Regions from separate parts of the Rattus norvegicus genome. Here region 1 is linked to region 2. A link is a contact called in public Hi-C data. All regions are on one chromosome and are shown on one strand. The core of a region is the stretch at or near the end of the contact, and the rest is flanking DNA. Distances in the headings are between cores, read along the strand shown.

What was found. A called contact is a pair of places that touch in the nucleus more often than the background predicts.
Region 1: a Hi-C map of liver shows a contact between it and region 2, with 2.9 times the contacts expected there. The contact joins the promoter of Epb41l4b here to the enhancer-like site in region 2. A contact is called at or near these places in 5 of 12 Hi-C or Micro-C datasets (frontal cortex, hepatocytes, kidney and 1 more).

The regions. Positions count from the first base shown.
Region 1 is chr5:76,646,347-76,649,897 of GRCr8, reverse strand. It overlaps Epb41l4b (erythrocyte membrane protein band 4.1 like 4B), which reads left to right and starts at 2,146. Exons shown (of 25, transcript NM_001401792.1): 1 at 2,146-3,056. The coding sequence starts at 2,751.
Region 2 is chr5:76,609,058-76,612,333 of GRCr8, reverse strand. All of the region lies in intron 1 of Epb41l4b (erythrocyte membrane protein band 4.1 like 4B), which reads left to right. Among named protein-coding and RNA genes, the nearest start is that of Epb41l4b, 37 kb to the left of the region's middle. Within about 2 kb of position 1,818, at least 4 of the 93 cell types and tissues checked have an H3K27ac peak or open chromatin away from gene starts, as enhancers often do. A contact at or near this core is called in liver, where this site is marked.

The DNA of each region.
Region 1 (3,551 bases), core at 897-3,396, 37 kb before region 2:
TTTGTTGAGTGCTTACTACTTCCCAGCAGGGGCTAGGATGCACAGACGAAAAAGAAAACATCTCTTAATGGAGCCTGGAGCCCAACAGGAGAGAAGCTCTGCATAGCCACACACTCAGACGGTGCACGCAAGACGAACAGCTCTGAAAGCTGTGATTCTCCAAAGTGACATCGTGCTTAGCGCGCCTGCCTGACTTCCTACTTGGCTGATGTAAGGAACCACAGATGCAGTGGCTTAAAACAACCTGCAAGCGTTATTTTGCCTTGCTGGAGGCTGAGGTGGATCTTACAGGCTAAAGCCAGTGCTTCGTCCCTTCTAGACTCTCTAGGGCATAACTCACCCTTTCTTTACCTTTCTTGCTTCTAAGCAGTGGTCCTCAACCTTCCTAATGCTGCAGCCCTTTAATACAGTTCCTCATGTTGTGGTGACCCCAACCATAAGCTTATTTTCATTGCTGCGTCATAATTGTAATTATGTTGCTGTTATGAATTGTAATGTAAATATCTGATATACAAGATATCTGATATACAAGATATGTGATATGCAACCCCAAGGGGGTTGTGACCCACAGGTTGAGAACCAGTGTTCTAGCTGGTGCGTGCCTCCCTTAGCTTCTACACCTTGATTTTGACAGTTGTTGTTTCTCCAGTCTCTAAAAAAGTCTCATTTAATTCTACTGGCTATAACAGTGAGTTAATTCTCCCCTCAACCTTTTTAACTCACACATAGAACAACCCCTTCCCGCCTTTGCTACACACAGGAAACACAATCATGCAAATGCAAAATGCATAGGTGGACATCTTCAAGTGACTTTTCTGCGTGTTCCTGGGATATCCTTAGAAACTAGTCAGCTGACTTGGGCTACACCAATTGTACATAGCATCTGGTAAATCTTGTGGGGGTAAGAGCAGAGTGGGTTTATTGTAGATGCTATTCTACAGAGTAAACTATCACATGGGTGGTCCTCATAAGATCATAGAATGAATGCAGGGCAGCTCTCAGACCTTGGGCAAGCATGTTACATACCTAAGCTCCCAAATCCATCTAAGTGAGTGGGAATACATAGAACTGTCTCGGAGAGTTAGAATGGGGATTAATGAAGATGGAGACGGTGGAATCTAAGACAATGCCTGGTCTTCAATAAATGTCTGTTTTGGAATGATTCCTTGTCTTCTCTGTGCGTCCTGCTGAGATCACTGCTTCCCCAACTCTCTCTTAAACTGTTACATTTGCATGTAACAGTCGTGTTCTGTCCTCCATCAATAGCTCTGGAGCCCAATCAATGAATCGTATGGCAGTCTCTAAAGCTTGGTTTCTTCCTTTGTGCAATCGAGATAATAACCTGTACGCTAACAGGCTAAATTAAGACATATGGAAAGGGCTTAGTGTAATGTCTGGCACAAAATTAGGGCCTGATAAACAGTAGTGTTATTCTCCCCAAAGGCCTGGCCTCCTTTCAGCCTCATTTCCCACATTCCTCATTCTGGAGCACAGGACAACCCTCTTGTCTGTGGGCAAACACCGAACCTGTGGGTATTGCTCGTTAGCAATTCGCTGCCTCCAGTTAGCAAATCGCTGTCTCCAGTTTCCTCCATGTGCCCTATGCAATTCATTCTCATGTTCTACTTCGCTTCCCAGAAGTCTGTCCAACCTTGACCAACCTTCTCAGTAGCAATTGTTTATGCAGGCCCTTGCCTTAACTCTGGGCATGGGCGAGGTCCTTGAAGCAAAGTGTCTCCTAAGGAGTACGGAAAAGTACTTCCCCTTCCTCACCGGCCTCAATTTTCTTGTTTGGAACGGGTTCATTGGACTGCAAGGTTAAAGCCCCAGCCAGGGCTGAGATGTTAAAGAGATAGTTTCATTAAGTGGCAAGGACCTAGGTCTACTCCACTTCTTCTGCAGAAGGGGAAACTGAGTACCGTTGGTGTTTTGGTTTTTTGCTTTCAGAAAGAGACGCGCTTTTCTTTGCCCCAGGGGTAAGCATTTTCTGGAAGGAGGCAGCCTTATTTTCTTCATCTGGTCAAGGAGGGGAAACTCTCGGACTTCTCGGGGGTCCTGCGCGCCCGGAAACACGTGTGTGCTCACCTACGTGTACGCACGTGAGCGCACCTACAGCAGCAGGGGGCGCTCGGGCCGGCAGGGGGCAGCACAGGCCCGGCGCAGCCCCGGGGGAGGAGGGCGTGCTGCAGTGCCGGCGGCGGCGGCTGGAGGTGCAGCCCTCCCAGGTGGGAGGCGGGGGCTGCGGGCGCAGGAAAAGGCGCCCCGGGAGCGGGCGCTCGGCGGGGGCCTCCTCGGGCCGGGCGCGGCGCGAGTGGGAGCGAGCGCGCCGGGAGCACGCAGGCGCTTTGCTCCGGCTGGCCCTCGGCCGGCGCGCGGCGCGGGAGCAGCCCGCAGCCGGGTCCCCCCGCGGCGCTCTTCGCGGGGCAGCGGCCACGCAGCAGCCCGCACCGACTGACTGCCCCAAGCGCGCAGCGGCGACAGCGGCGACAAGAGCGGGACGGTCCCCCGGGCCGCCCGTGCGCGCTCTCTCCCGCGCCGCTACTCTCGGCGGGCGCTGGCCCGGCCGACGCGTTCCCCGGGCGGCCGGAGCGCGGCCTCGGCCTCGGCTGGGGCGGGAGCGAGCCCCGGGCCGCAGCCCGCGGGAGGCGGCGCGGCGCGGCGCGGCGGGCACTGACGGCGGCGCCAGGCGCTCCCGGGCGGCGGCGCAGCGGCAGCGCAGGGGGCGGAGGCAGGGGGCGCCCCCGGCCAGGATGCTGCGGTTCCTGCGCCGGACCTTTGGCCGCCGCTCCATGCAGCGCTACGCGCGGGGCGCGGCGGGGCGCGGGGCCGCCGGGCTGGGGGACGAGCGCGACGGGGGGCCGCGAGGGGGCCCGGCCGCCGCCGCCAGCTCCTCCGTGCTGCCCGCCGCGCCCGGGGGTAGCGTGTTCCCGGCCGGCGGCGGGCCCCTGCTCACCGGCGGCGCGGCTGTGCACATCTCCGCCTCGGGAGCTGCCAAGGCCACCCTTTACTGCCGTGTCTTCCTGCTCGACGGAACCGAAGTGAGCGTGGACCTGCCGGTGAGTGACGCGGCGCGTGTGGGGCACTGGCAGCCTGCGCTCCTTGGGGCAGAGCCCCCTGTCCCCGTGGTTCTTTCCCTGGGAAGCTTCCCCGGCCGCTCTTTGGGACCCCTCCCCCATCTTCTGCCAGTCTTCCCCAGCCATGAACCCTCCCGGACCACCAGCTCGGGTATGCTCTGGGGCCCAGTCTTTGGCACCTTGCACCGCAGGGTTGCGGTGCTCTTCTTTGGTGACCCCCTAGGTTTTTTGTGCCTCACTCCTACCCTATGCTACCCCATGCACACGTCCCCACGTCCCCTCCCCTTGGCGCAGGTGGCCTCATTCCCTGCCAATGTTGGCTTTCCGATGCTGGATTGAGTAGAATTTTTCAAGCGACGCAGGGCTGCTCCGGGGTATCCCGGTTTTGGTGTCAGGCCTTAGTGGAAAAGAAATCCTTGCTTGGTGCTCAGCAGGTGCCCCAAGTTTGGGAAGAGGCTTAGGGAACAGTTTTGTCTC
Region 2 (3,276 bases), core at 569-3,068:
ATTACAGATGGTTGAGAGCCACCATGTGGTTGCTGGGAATTGAACTCAGGACCTCTGGGAGAGCAGTCAGTGCTCTTAACCGCTGAGCCATCGCTCCAGCCCGATTTGCTTGTTTTTTAACCCTTGCATGGGATTCTGAAATTTATTTAAAAAACAAAACAAGGTGGCACATGCCTGTCCAGTCAGCGCTTGGTAAGTGCAAGCAAGAGCACTGTGGTTCCAGCCTGTACTGAATAGTAACACCCTGTGGGATGCTTTGAATGAAGATGGCCCCCATAGGTCTGTAGGGAGTAACACTATTAGGTGTGAACTCGGAGTAAGTGTGGCCTTGTTGGAGTAGGTGTGGCCTTGTTGGAGTAGGTGTGGCCTTGTTGGAGTAGGTGTGGCCTCGTTGGAGGAAGTATAGCACTAGAGTGCAGGCTTTGAGATCTCAGAAGCTCAAAACCAAGGTTAATGGCCCCGTCTCTTCCGGCCGCCTGTAGATCCAGATGTAGAACTCTTAGCTACCTCTCCAGCACCGTGTCTGCCTGTGTGCCACCCTGCTTCCTGTCATGACAATGATGGACTAAATCTCTCAACTGTAAGCCAGTCCAAATTAAACGTTCTCCTTTTTAAGAGTCTCTTCACAGAAATAGAAGCCCTAAGACACCTTGTTTGAGTAAAACAAAGCATTTCCTAGCATGTATAAGGCTCTGGATTTGATCCTCAGTTCAGCACCAGAAACCAGATAAACAAACAGGAAATATATGAATAAATAGATTTCCATCGGCCTTAAAGAGAGGCCACAGTGGGATATGATTTCTAAAACACCAGTGTAACCATGTGTGTTAGAGCTGATAAGAGGTCTGGGTGAGCAATGGTCGTACTAGACTTTTGTTCTCAGGTCCCTGCCAGCTATAGAGAATTCAGGACAGAATTGCAGTGGGGAGATCAGGCTTCTGAAACAATGGTCCTTGAAGACTTTTGTGTGGGACTGAGGATTCTCCCTAATCTATCTGTGCTAATGCTTGTGTCAGCTTCCAAACGCCAGGTGAAACAAAAGATAATTTGGGAAGGGTGCTGGGCCTAGAGTTCAGCTTTCTGCAGGTGAGGAGAGGAGCGGGGTTGGAGAACAGCTTCGTGGGTAGAAGAAAGGACACAAGTCAAGCCGTAGAGGTAGGGGCTGCTATGGAAGGTAACATGATGTTGTATCTGGAAGGCATCAGGCTTCAGAGCTTGACTGGGGTTCGAAACTCATAGGGTCCTAGGGAGAGGCAGAACTTGTTAGGCTTTGGGCAAAGTCATAGACCAGGCTGCAGCATCCACAGAAAACTTGCTTCTCTGGTAGGTGTTTTTGAGCAGAGAAGAATATCTTGAATGACAATTCGTCTCAGAGACACAGAGAAGGGTGGTAGTGGGCAGACACAAAACTAGAGACGTTAGGGTCACTTGGGGCCATCACTATCGTCTGGGTATGACATGTTTGGACCTGAGGGGATGGACAGGAACATGGCACACGGGGACACAGCATGGGATGGATGTGGAGCAGGTGTGTTGAGAGGGCTCCTGCAGTCGCTTACATTGTTCAGACAGACACTGTACCTTCCCAGTTTAGCTCACAACTAGAACATACACACGTATTCATGGAGCATGCCCAGCTTAGCTTATGCCTTCCTTTGAAGTCTACCTGGGATGCCTGGCATTTTCTACTTTGGAGATGGAATGAGATCTGGACAGTTGGCTTCTGTCATCTTTGTTCCACAACTAGATTTGACCTGTTTGCCTCGAAGCTGAGACAGGTTGCAGTAAGACATTGCCAATAGTATCTTATCTGAGGTCACGTAGTACCATGGCTTATTTATTTAGGACATGCAGTGAAGATACTGGCTGTCCAGGAGTCTCCCTTCCTTATCAGAAACATGGCTGGGAACCAGTGAGTCAGCACAGGAGCCTCTTGGCTGGCCAGCCTTTCCCTAGTCGCTGTCTGTCTGTCTATCTGCCCACCCCAACCTTGGTTGGCAACTATGGACTTGTGCGCAGATTTTAATGAGCTTGTTATTCCCTCTCTTGTCAGATCAGAAGGAGCAGCTACAGAGAGGCATTCTGATCAAAGCTGCTCGTCCTTGGGAAAACGATGTTGTTGAGATGGGAGGCCTAAGAATTAGGGCCGCAAGAACTCAAGGTAGAGCTTGCTAGAGCCTGCTGTATCCAAGGAGAGCTCGGCATATAAATCTGGCGATCAGAACTGCGGGCCAGACTGTGGCCTCAGTGGGCAGGAGGTACGCGCTGTGTGTGTCCTAAGCTGCTTTGTACCAGTTAGCTTCTCAGCCAGTGCTCATTCACTGAGGACTTCCCGCCGTGAGCAGGCGCAGCTCTCCATGCTGCAGACTGTTTCTTTAGGCTCTAAAAGAAAGCTCCACTTTTATTATTATTTGTTTACGCGTGTGTCTGAGCGTAGGTTTGTGCGTGTGTGTGCATTGCCCTTGGCGGGTAGAAGAGGACATTGGATCCTCTGGAGCTGCAGTTACAGGCACTCGTAAGCCACTTAACGTTGGTGTTGTGAGCAGACTCCTGTCCGGAAAGATACTCTTAAATTTTCTGAGCCATGTCTTCCTCCCAGGCTTTTTAATTTTTGAATTTCCTTTTGTGATGGGGGTCTTACTATGTAGCCCTGGTCGGTGTGGAACTTGCTCTGTAGACCAGGCTAGCTCAGAGATCTCCCTGCCTCTGCCTCCCAGATAAATTAAAGGCACTCACCACTATGCCATTTTTTTGTTGTTGTTTATTTGCTTTGTTTTTGTTTTGTTTTGTTTTGGAGTCATGAGCTCATGTAGCCCCGTCTGGCCTAGAGCTCTCAGAAGAACATTGCTTTGAGCTCTCGATCCCCCTGCCTCTACCACTCAAGGTTAGGATATAGATATGGTCCATCGCACTCTCCCACTTCTTCTTTTTTTTTTCTTTTTTTTTCTTTTTTTCGGAGCTGGGGACCGAACCCAGGGCCTTGCGCTTGCTAGGCAAGGGCTCTACCACTGAGCTAAATCCCCAACCCCGCACTCTCCCACTTCTTAACCCCCATAACATATGCAGGCCATGGAATGGCAGCCAGAAGTTGATGAACGTTCAGTTGGGTACTTGTTAAATGACCGAATGACTAAAGCTGGCACAGATGGGGAGACTTCGTTTATATTAACGCATCAAGGATGACTTTCACAGTAACTCATCTCCTATGGTAACCATTAGACTGCTCGTCACATAATAGCAACAAAATTGTGTTTGGGTAAATGGCCTTGGAAGTGC